Linked DNA regions of Mus musculus: region 1 is linked to region 2. Evidence: chromatin contacts called from public Hi-C data. All regions are on one chromosome and are shown on one strand. Each heading gives the region's core, a stretch centred on a gene start, on an enhancer-like site or on the middle of the called end of the contact. The rest is flanking DNA. Distances are from core to core; before and after follow the strand shown.

The links. Hi-C and Micro-C count contacts between places; a contact is called where the count stands out from the background.
Region 1: a Hi-C map of uterus shows a contact between it and region 2, with 5 times the contacts expected there. The contact joins the promoter of Zcchc9 here to the promoter of Vcan in region 2. A contact is called at or near these places in 2 of 39 promoter capture datasets (liver and pre-B cells), 2 of 484 Hi-C or Micro-C datasets (B cells and uterus) and 2 of 115 datasets of contacts at active chromatin or transcription factors (astrocytes and large pre-B cells).

Annotation. Positions count from the first base shown.
Region 1 is chr13:91,803,406-91,809,401 of GRCm38.p6, forward strand. It overlaps Zcchc9 (zinc finger, CCHC domain containing 9), which reads right to left and starts at 4,291. Exons shown (of 6, transcript NM_145453.2): 1 at 4,205-4,291; 2 at 2,346-2,755. The coding sequence starts at 2,729.
Region 2 is chr13:89,738,409-89,744,590 of GRCm38.p6, forward strand. It overlaps Vcan (versican), which reads right to left and starts at 4,104. Exons shown (of 15, transcript NM_001081249.1): 1 at 3,665-4,104. It overlaps Gm4117 (a long non-coding RNA gene), which reads left to right. Exons shown (of 2, transcript XR_003950663.1): 1 at 1-1,182.

The DNA of each region.
Region 1 (5,996 bases), core at 3,041-5,540, 2.1 Mb after region 2:
ATGGAGTACTACTCAGCTATTAAAAGGAATGAATTTATGAAATTCCTAGCCAAATGGATGGACCTGGAGGGCATCATCCTGAGTGAGGTAACACATTCACAAAGGAACTCACACAATATGTACTCACTGATAAGTGGATATTAGCCCAAAACCTAGGATACCCAAGATATAAGATACAATTTGCTAAACACATGAAACTCAAGAAGAATGAAGACTGAAGTGTGGACACTATGCCCCTCCTTAGAATTGGGAACAAAACACCCATGGAAGGAGTTACAGAGACAAAGTTTGGAGCTGAGACAAAAGGACGGACCATCTAGAGACTGCCATATCCAGGGATCCACCCCATAATCAGCTTCCAAACGCTGACACCATTGCATACACTAGCAAGATTTTGCTGAAAGGACCCAGATAGAGCTGTCTCTTGTGAGACTATGCCGGGGCCTAGCAAACACAGAAGTGGATGCTCACAGTCAGCTAATGGATGGATCACAGGGCTCCCAATGGAGGAGCTAGAGAAAGAACCCAAGGAGCTAAAGGGATCTGCAACCCTATAGGTGGAACAACAATATGAACTAACCAGTACCCCGGAGCTCTTGACTCTAGCTCCATATGTATCAAAAGATGGCCTAGTCGGCCATCACTGGAAAGAGAGGCCCATTGGACACGCAAACTGTATATGCCCCAGTACAGGGGAACGCCAGGGCCAAAAAAAATGGGAATGAGTGGGTAGGGAAGTGGGGGGGAGGGTATGGGGGACTTTTGGGATAGCATTGGAAATGTAATTGAGGAAAATATGTAATAAAAAATATTAATTAAAAAAAAGAAATTATGTATTAGCAATTTTGGTCATCAAACTTCAAAAAAAAAAAAAGAGTTGGTTGTCATTGACTCCAACGTATGTGGTGGGTCAGAGCTGTCATCTAAGAGAGAAGTTGGTGGGAATATTAAGATGCTAAAAGAGCAAGTAAGTAAACTATGGCAAGAGGGAATCTGTCTTACATTGATTCCGGGATGTGCCAGTAGCATAGCAAAGGATGCAGATACTTATTCACGATGGTGACATTCACTACGGTGACAATGAGGGACTTCGTTGGCTACAGGAGCATCTGGTTATTCAGAGCATCACCCAGACTGCATGACGTCCAAAAAATAGGTCTCTTCTGAGAACTCTGGAGGTCAGGTGTGGTGGCACATGCCTGCAACTCCAGTACATGGGAGGCACGGGCAAGAGGTCCCCTTAAGTCTGAGGCCACCCTGGTCTACCTAGTTAGTTCCAGATCAGCCAGAGCTACATAACAAGACCCCATCTCAAAACAAACAAAACATTCCAACCAAACAACCAACTAACCAACTAACCAACCAACCAACCAACCAACCAACCAAAAAAACCCCTGACTCTAGCAATCTACTTCACATTTAGGTGGAAAATGGTCAAAAGCACAAAGACTTTAAATGTTTAAACATCAATTAAATAATTGTTCACACGCTAATTTGTATTTTGACCACATATACCTATTTTCAAAAAATTACAACCACAATGAAAAACATGGAATTAGGTCTGGACAGTGCTGGTATTAAGAGCACTGAGTGATATTCCAGACGACCTAGGTTCAATTCTCAGCACCCACAAAAGGTAGTGGGGGCTCACAACTCTCTGTAACTTCAATTTCAGGGGAACCAATGGAATTGGACTCTTTAGGTCTCCTGGGCACCAGGCACACAGGCTGGATATACCCAAACATAAAATAAAAATTTATATTACCCAGTGTGGATACCTGGCCTCTCCCAACCTGGGAAGTTTCCTGCCTTAGCTTCTAAAACCTATCATCGTGAAACACATTTCTTGAAGATTCCATAGCTTTCATGTAGAAAGAATTACAGGGACCTGGCCTCTTTCTTGTGAACAAATATTTTATACATAATAACAAAAGAGCATCCAAGTAATGGGAAGTACCTTTAACTTGGGACATCTAGAGGGTTTTCCACAGCTATTTAAAAAGGTATTACCATAACACAGTGGTAGGGCAAACATAGGTTTTGAATTCAGTTTGACTGCCACCTCTAGCATGGATCACATGGCTTTCATCAGTTACTTAACCTGGATACACTTCTACTGTGCTTTCTGCCTGTAATATGGGAATACTATCATGTGTGTAATATTGTTATGACAACTAACCAGTGTACTGTGTGTGTGTGTGTGTGTATAGTAAGAAAGCACAAGCCTTTAAAAGTGGCACTAGGACTGCAGCAATTGGGCTCTGTTTAAACATGTATTGTGTGACCAGATGAGTAACACTTTCTAGTTGCACAAAGAAGGTAGCAACATACAGTCATGAGCGCACCATTGCATTCTTCTTTGCCGCCTGTCTCTTTAGCCGCCTTCCTTCCCGTCGACTGTCCTTCTTTAAGGCCACGGCAATTTCTTCCCTCACTTCCTGGCTGTCAGCTGCTATCAGCTGTCCATTGTGAAGTACCTGTGAGTTCTGCTTCAGGTACTCCATGAAGCCGTTCACGTCTTCATTCAAGTACTCTTTTTTCTTTTTGTTCTTTTTGCGTTTTGCTTGAGGTGAGTCATTTCTAAGGGGCAGCCTACTGCTTTGACACTGCTTACGATTTGGAAGGCTTTGGTCTGCTCTCTCCACAGACCCCTTCTTCATGTCCTCCCATGATGTTGCTGACAGGGGTCGCTTACTATTTGAAGTAGTAACTCTAGCCCACCTGGTCATGGTTGGATCAGAGGTACTCCACTAATCTGTAAGATAAGAGCAAGTAGCAATTAATTAATTATAAATTGAAGATATACAGAAGTCATTACTTATCAAATATACTCACATTTTAAACTTTAAACCATTAAAACTCTTCATTTAGGTAGGGGTACAGACACATGGTATGCTGTGTAGACATTTTTCTACAGTATTTTGGCATTGAACAGAGAGGTTCTACTTCAGTTGAAGAAAACAACATATGCTTAGTTAAAACTAGAAAATATTTTGCCAGCAAATGATTTTTAAGTTAGAAATCATATGTAAATACTGTAAATGGTCCTCTTAAACCCTGCCGTCGTCCTGGCCATTTCTTTTCCTACCTTTAAACCAGTCTGCCTTCTCCCAATCTGCTTGCTTAGTTTGCCATTTCAATGCAACTACTTGCAAAGCACATTAGTAAACATACACAAGTCTTGTCCTTTCGTCTGTCTTTCCCCTGTAGATGTATAAAGGCAGTCTATAAAGTGTCTGTAGTCACATGGCAGTCTTCTCTTATTTAATGAGGGTGACTGCCATTTGCAGTCTAATGGTTTTAAGTCATTTTCTTTTTTTTTTTTTTTTTCGGTTTTTCGAGACTGGGTTTCTCTGCGTAGCCCTGGCTGTCCTGGAACTCACTTTGTAGACCAGGCTGGCCTCGAACTCAGAAATCCGTCTGCCTCTGCCTCCCAGAGTGCTGGGATTAAAGGCATGCGTCACCACGCCCGGCTTTAAGTCATTTTCAATGAACCCATTTTAGTGATCCAAATTGTAAAATAAACTTCACATTAAGAAATCTTGTTTGTTTACCTTTAATAAATGCATAATTAGAGATTTTCATTTAGAATGCAGATGTAAGCAGTTTTAAAAGGAGTGTATTTTAAGACGAATTATTTGGCTCCAACATAAAATTGAGTATTTTACTTTGCATACTACCTAGCAATTCTGAGAACAGTTTCTTTTTCTTCTTTAATGAATGAATACACCAGACACAATCAAAGGATTATTTCAACTACCGAGTTGCCACTTTCAGGGCAGCATCCAGTGTGCCAGGCAACTTAAAGCCTTGGCACCAGGAGTCTGCAACATGCTTTCAGGGCCGGTGAGTGACGCTGTATGCCACTTTACAGTGCACCGGTCCCCCGTCACCAAGAGGGCGGATCCTCCTCCCGCACACCCGGAATGTGAGACTCTGGGTGTCTGGAGGGTGACACGGGACAGCCGGACAGCCCTGGTGCCCCCGCACGCGCGGCATCGCTTCTCCATGCCCGCCCCAGCACTGCGACCCGCGGGCACCCTAGCAGGCCTGCGGGGCCCGCTCCCAGCAACGGAGCCGGCGATCCGACAAGCTAGCTCCCGGGCTCTGCCCTCGCGATCTCCCGCAGGAGTCCGGCCCCAGTCGGCCAAGGTAGCACAGAGGCGCCCACGCCTTAACCGGTGGTACCCGCGTAGCTCCTTACCGGGTCTGAATCCTCCAGAGCAGCTGAGACAACGAACCAGAGAAGCCCGGCCCCGGATGAGATCGCGGCCATAGAGACCGGAAGTGCACCGTCTCCACGCGTCACTTCCGGCAGGCCAAGCAAGGGAAGCGTGAGGTGTTTGTGGGTCTTAAACTGGGGAAGGTGGCTGGCTTGTGCCAGTTTGTGGGTCGTGTAGTGTTTGTTTGTAAGGGCGCTGCACTGGAGTCCCCGGACACAAAGATAATGAGCGCCCAGTCTGTGCGGTCCCAGAATGTGCAGTCTAGATGACGGAAGGACTCTTGGGAGGAAGGTCTTCCTTACACGGTCCTTTGAATTGGACAATATATTTCAATGAATTTGAAATAGTAGCGAAATAGTGAGAGAGAGAGAGAGAGAGAGAGAGAGAGAGAGAGAGAGATAGACAGAGACAGAGACAGACAGAGACAGACAGAGAGAGGGGGGGGAGAGAGAGAGGGAGAGAGAGAGAGGGAGAGAGAGAGAGAGAGAGAGAGAGAGAGAGAGAGAGAGAGAGAGAGAGAGAGAGAGAGAGAGAAAGAGAGAGAGAGAGAGAGAAAGAGAGAGAGAGAGAGCCGAGGCTCCGCAGTGTCAGCGCACCAAGAGAGTCGCTGAGATGCAAGTCTGAAGAGACCTTCGGAGCACCTATTGCTTCTGAGTGGTACTTCATGATTGCCCTGCCTGGCGTTAATTCACAGTTGGTGGCCGGAGTTCATTTTTCAATAAAATTCTAGTCCTCCGTCCTATTAGTGCTCCCCCGCCCTCCCTCGCTCGGGAAGCCTCCCCCAGGTTTGTTCAGTGAGAAACGGCATGGACGTACACATTTAGTCCTCCATCAGGCTCTGTTTATTTTGCCTCTTAAATATTTGATCCACTGCCTCTTCTCGCCTTTTGTCTCTACTGACTGTCCCGTTCGTTCCTTGTCTCAGCTTTCACTGTGTTGGCCCGAATTTTTGCAGCTCATCTGGGCAGACGTTTTTGCCCAGATGTTTTACACAAGTGAACTTTTGAAAATATAAGTCAGAGCGCCAGATCCAATTGGTGTCTTCCAGACTAAACCCCTTCCATCTTTTCTCAATGTTGAGATGATATTCAAACTCTGGAAGAGCATTTGTTACAATCTCTGTCCTATTTAAGCTCTGTACGAAGGGGCCTTCTCCCATCTTCTTTTTGTTTAGCACCAGGATTTACATACGCTGTTCTGCTTACATAATACTCTGGTTTCTTTAATTATGTTCTGTTTCAAGTCTTCCAAGATTTTATTCTTATCTAAGCCTCTGAAACATCCTCTCCCAGGCCATGCTTTTTGATTCTTTTCACAGAGGATTGTATAATAAGTTTTACTGTATCCTGATTGCCTCTCACATAATTGATCCCCATTCCTTACTACATCCGTTAGCTGGATAAAGAGTTAAAATGGGCCCAGTTTTCCTTAAATGGAAAATCAGTGTCAGAAAAATATTGTGATTTGGTATAGTAAATGCCACAAATATCCCAGAAAGTTTAAAAATACAAAACAAAACAAAAACAAACAATCCTCTAGCTGTTGGGAAATGAACTGCTTAAAAGATGGGTGATGGGAGCCGGGCGTGGTGGCGCACGCCTTTAATCCCAGCACTTGGGAGGCAGGTGGATTTCTGAGTTCGAGGCCAGTCTGGTCTACAAAGTGAGTTCCAGGACAGCCAGGGCTATACAGAGAAACCCAGTCTCGAACCCCCCCCCCCCAAAAAAAAAAGGGTGATGGGCCGGGTGTGGTGGTGGACGCCTTTAATCCCAG
Region 2 (6,182 bases), core at 2,854-5,353:
AGAAGATTAAGGACTGTGGACTTCCTGCTGGAGGAAGTAATTGCTCAACTGCTTGGGAATCTATTGGAACCCTTTGTAGCATTCGTGGGGACATGCAGATGCAATTTGTCAAGTATTCCTTTATTACATTGTGACTCAGAACTAGAACTCAGGTGCTTTGGGACCCCCTCCTTGCTATGTTCCTCTTACAAATGGTAATCCGCTCCACCTCAGACAACTATCTGATACTTCCACTAATGTTTTCCTATTAAATCCAGAACATTTCATTTTAGGCTTTTATGTGAATGTTTTCTTAGTTTGACACAGTTGCCAACCAGTACTTAGCACAATTTAGGCCATAGCTTTTAGAGAGAAGAAGAAAGGAAAAAAACAAAAAACAAAAACCACGATAATGGACCACTTATAAACAGAATTTAAGGTGGGAGAGAGGATCATTAAAACCTAGCTTTTCCGAATTAGAAGCTGGAGAATTTACAGTGAAGACCTTAGTAGCAGGGTCCAGTCTAAATCATGAGACCAACCGCAGCGCTCTCCCCTCCCCCACCCAACCCCTAAACGCTGCAGCTGCCAACCCAGCTCTTTATCAGCCATTTGGTCAACTTGTGCTAGACACCTACCCCCTGCCCTTTCCTGCCCACTCTAATGATCCTGGTTGATACTCAATTACAGCAGAATTAATTTTGTCTCTGGCTAAATGTGGTCTTTAGGAATGTAAATGTATTTCAAAACGAATGCATGGAGCAATCGCAAATTTGTCTCATTTTCATGCCAAGATTTGACTTAGAATAAATCATCACTTTTCCTCCTTTTAAAGCAAAAACCCTGTACTTGCATATCACTTCCCCAAAAAAGCAAGAGAAAACAGTATTTTAACGGCTTTTAACTTGAGTCTTTGGTGCCATCTTAATAGAAGTTGGATCCGCTCCAGCTTCAGCTAGCCTTTGGAGCTCAGGAGACACGCCAGCCGAGGCCCCACCCGGGTTCAGCCCAGCCCCGCCCCAGTTGGCCGCAGCCGCTGGAGACCTAGGCTAAGCGACTCGCCCGAGCAGCTGTGCAGCTGTCTGGGAGCCCAGGAAGTCACACCCGTCTCGCGCACTGAGCTGAAGCTCCAGCCCACGTGGCGAATAGCGAACCCCCCGGCGCTGAAGGGAGTGCCTAGCCGGGCCCCTCCTCCAAACCAGGGTGAGTTTAGGGGCTGGGGAGGCTAGCCCCTCTCCGCTGTAGGCGGGGCCGGACCACCTCTGTTTCTGTAGCTGCTTCCCAGGCCAGCACCAGGCAAGGATGCGCTCGCTATCATTATCGTTTTCCGCATAACAGACACGAAAGTGAGAACAAAATTTCGAAACGAGTTCTTCCGGCTCCTGGCTATTGCATCCATCTGTTTCGTTTTCTTTTTTCTTTATCCGCCGACCCTCCATTGTCCCACTCTTTCCCAGTGGAAAAACTCTTTTCCTCTGCCTCTAGGCGCCCGCCTTCTTCCCAGTTTCCATGTGCAACGCCTGTCCTGATGTTGAGAAAGTTAAGTTTGGGATGAGGAGTGGGGGGAGGGGGGGTTCTTTTACAATAGCCTGGAACAGAGTCCTAGCATTGTGACCAAGGACCTTAGCGAAATTTGCCAAAGCAAGTGCCTTTATTACTTTTCTTAATGATGAGTAAATTGCACGTCAGGAAACTACAAACCTGACTCTGTCACCAGCGTTGTGAGTCCGCCCAGCTGCAGGCGCCTCCCAGAGCGCCGCGGGAAGCCACGCGGATGAAAGAAAAGGAGCCCGTGTTTTGGGGAAGACCAAATTCCCTTCTTTTTGTCTCCTCCAAACCCCAAAGACTCACTTTCCAGATTCTGAAGTGGAAAACTGACTATTAAAGGAGAACTGGGTCTTCTCTTTGAACCAAAGGATATGAAAGTGGTTTTCTGGCCCTATTTTCCGCTTGTGCTGAATTCTTCCATCAGGGGGAGCCCACGCCTACTACAAAACTCCCTATTCCTAGACATCTGGGTTCTGCTAGTCCGAAACACCCAACTGCAAGCAGATCTTAAGGAGCGCACCGCCTCCGCCCCCCCCCACCCCCCGCCCTTGCTCCTCCCTCTGGGCCTGCCTCCTTGGACAGAGACGGAAGGGACTTCACACTAGCCATTCATTTGTGAGCCGTGGGGGAGGGGACGCAAAAGCGCAGAGGAGGTAGAAAGGGGAAAGAGAAGACAGAGAAGATGGAGACTGAGAAAGAGACACAAAGATGAGGGAACACAGATAGCGAGTCTCCACTGTGGGTGTACTTGAGGCAGTATTGCCCTGCAGCCTCGGGGGAGATTTCTTTCCCTTTCCTCGGGATCCCGAGAACACGTAGGACATGCGGAGGCGAACGTAGTTGGATCCGAGAGCAAATAGTTTAGGCTATGACATTATTTTCTTACCACTATTTCTTCTGTCTAACCCCTCTGAGCAGTCCACGCCCATTGACACCGAGAACAAACCGAGACAACCGGGATGTCCCGGGTCTGCAGGCACTAGAGAAGTCTCTGCAATGCCCACGCCTACTCAGGGCAGTAGGACTTTCTCAGCCAGGGCGTCCCCGGGGAAACCCGGCACGCACTCTCCACAACCACTCCACCAGCCCGTAAAGTTGCTCAACTCAAGTGGAGAAATGGGAGCGGATGAAGATACAGAAGGGAACAGAGGACTGCTGTAATCCAGGCGAGAAGACTGCACCAATTGGTCCCCAACTCGAGTCTCCACGCCACCTTTGTCTGGAGAATCTATGGGTCCTGGTTTGCTAGTAAAGATTGGGGGACAAGCCTTCATTTCGTTTTCCAGAGCGAGGGGGGAGATACTGCACACCCCTCCAGTTCAGGGAAAGCTTTCCCGCCCAGGAGCCTCCCAGACCTCTACGGTGTTCCAACAACCCCACCCCCATCCAATGCGCCTTCCCGGCTGGCTCGGGAGCACCACGCGCAGGACAAAAGAACACAGGGGCAACGTGAGAGAGCTTTGACAGCCCTCAAGTCATCAAAGAAAAGCAGCCCCAGGACCCTACCCAACCCCTGCCAGATAGCCTCCCACATTGCCTGAGGGGTTGGGGGAAAGGGTCATGTCCGTGCAGGTCCTGGGCCGCTAAAGTATCCTGCTGCCTTGTCAGGAGCTGCCCAGAGGTGACTTTCCAGGAACCAAAGATACTGACCACACACACGGAGCCAGGAAACCAGGTGGTCTGCCCTAAGGTGGTTTCAGGGGCTTGCATTTGGGCAAGTTTGGGGACTCTCCATTCAAACTTTTGCCTCGACCACTTTAAAGAGAACAAAATCAAGGTGTGAGGAGTCCATTCCATTCCTCCAACTCAAGATAGCAGGACTTTTCTAGGATTTCGCTACAAAATCCCTTCCCCCTATTCGGTTTGTCCTTTTCCTCTACCCCACCCCGGACTTCTTTTGTCTAGCTCTTTTTCAGCACCAAGGTCTATCTGAATTCATCTCTTTAACAAGTTACCTTCATGTTTGAAAGTGCGCACATTTTTCTAACTTCGCCTTACAGCTAGTCCTCTTGGCTTTAATTAAAGCCCTCTTCCAATTACAATGTGAGTCTTTCCCCCTACTAAGCTGGACGGTTTTCTTTTCCCAACAAGTTTTCCCTCTTTCTTTTAAATGGGGGAACAAAAGAAAAGTGATTACCTTGAAAGGCGGCTTACTGCAGTTTTCGGGGTGGAAATTCACTGCTGAGCTGTGAGAAAGGGCTCCGCGTTGCCCCGGAAGATCACATAGGAAGCGCGGTGGCCTGGGGAAGGGTGCAGCGAGTGCGGGACAGAGCTGGAGAGGAGAGAGGATGCGCTGGTAGCGGCAGATCCTTGTCCCAGCGCTTGGCCACAGCACCTAATGCTCACAGCTGCTGCGCCCGCGCTCCTTGAGTTCTTCGCCCAGAAAGGCTCGGGGCAGCTCGCCTGCAAGTTCAAATGCGGGTTGTGACACCCACCGTCATTATATCACTGTACCGTCAGAGCCGAGGAGGAGACTCAGCGAGAAGGAGGAGGGAGAGGAGGAGGAGGGTTCATTCACAGGCTCCTGAAGAGCTCCGTAGCTCAGTCACTCCAAAGAGCCCAAGCTTGGAAACAGGCGGAGGGGCGGAAAGGAGCTCCCTCAGCCTGCGGTAGGGACCGCCTGCCTCCCTGGCCAGGCACTCCCACCTCTCAGCGTTTCTTCCTGATGAGAAGTACCAATCGGCTGGGGGTGGGGGGAATCCGTGCTCCTCATTCAACGACTCGGTACCACCTCGCTGTGCAGTCTCAAACAACTGCCTTCCCACCCATCCCCACCCCACCCCCTCTTCCCCGCCCTGGGCTGCTACTTCTGAATTAGGGGAAAGGAGTCCCCAGGCTCTGCTGCGGCCAGCAAGCACAGAGCAATTAAGTATGGTCAGTCCTTAGGAGCGGACGGGACTCTATAACATCAGCCAAGAACTTGCGTATAATGTGTTTAATGCGACCACGGAGCTTGCTCGTCCCATCAGAAGAGGTGTCAGGCTCAATGCTCCTGCCAACCTGAAAGAGATACTGAGAAAGTGAGATCCCAAGCCCCAGGGAGACGCAAAAGCTTTTCGTGACTGCTCTCCCTAGGGAACTGCCCAATGGGGAGCCCGCGGCATCAGGCCCTACACAAAGACCCTGGCAATAAAGGGTTGGACAGGAAATCCCCCCAAGCAATCCCTTGTCCCATTCAAAGAGAATCCTTTCTCTGACACAAATCCGCGTCTTTCCTTAAATGTATTTCGCTTCCTTCCTTCTTCCATACCTCTGTCTTTCACAGGATATCTTGCAGAATTTTCTGCCTAACTCAGATTTCTTTGACTTACCAGTCTTTCCATGTTGTCTGGAAATGGAATCTTTCACGTTCGCAATTTTTTTTTTCCCCTACTCAGGCTTATCCATCGATGTAAACAACATCAATATAGAGAAGCACACCCTTCACTGAATCACAAAAGACTCCATTAGGACCTTAAAGAGCAAAGGGTCAAACAGTTAATACAAAGGATTTCTGACCCTCACAAAAGGGCGACTTTGAATTTTCCGTTACGTTGAAGTCTAGTATGAGTTTCTAGAGAGAGGACAAAATAAGTTCGCAAGACATGTCGAAGTAACTCTCAGGGTACTGAAACAATTACAAACTTTTCCTCCTACACCAATATGGAAATATCCTTGTAATTATTGACTCTGAATGTTTTGCTTAGAGAATGACATCAAACACAGGGCTTCAGAAACGGTAGTGATTAACGCAGAGAGTTTGTCTTTACCCTGGATTTCTTTAATTAGATTGGCTGCCAACCACAGTTCTAAAGTTGTAACCTAGACCCTTCTGCATGTGGGCTCCTTTTCTAAGGTTTGTAGATTCAATATGATCATAGATCTTAAGTGATAAACATGTGGTAGGATTATCAGTACAATTTCATCCCCCGGTGTGTATTTCATGTGTCCTTTTACTTACACTCACTGTAGTGAGTGACTTAACTGTACTACGGGCCATTTCGAAATCAGTTTGGCTTACAGTGACTTATTTAACCTTTATGCGACGATTGTACTGCCATTACTAAAACTGAAATTTCATCCCATATATTGTGCAGAATGAGAGCCACATCTTGACATCAGACTTCAGTCACTGCATTTAACATGCCAACACAACCAGGTATGGAAAGAGACTCACCCCAAGCTTGCACAGACCAGAGATGCTTATCAGAACACAGCTCTTGAATCAATAGGAATTCATTCAGAAAGAAGAAAAATAAAATATAATGAATTTCCATTATTATTTATATTCCAGGCATTGGGGTAGATAGATTTTTTCTCTGAAACGCTTCAAGTTATTATCATTAATTTATTTCTTAAATTCAAGTGAACCTAGTTTGAGTTTTACAGTTAAGTGGTTTGCCCAAGGCTACTTTGCGACAGATCATTGGCCTAAAAGCTTATCAACTCTCTGTTATCCTATTCTCCCTTCACAATACACTTGAATAAACAAGTCTACAAAGAAGTAGGGCAGAAGCAAACTAGTAATAGATTGCTACATGTTTCCCAGACATGATAATGATCAGTATTTACTGCAAGCATCATGTACACATGATGGGAAATCATAAAAAGTCATTGATTGGATACGTTTTTATTGTGAGATGTTTTACTTTGTCTTGTCAAATGTGTGGGTTTTA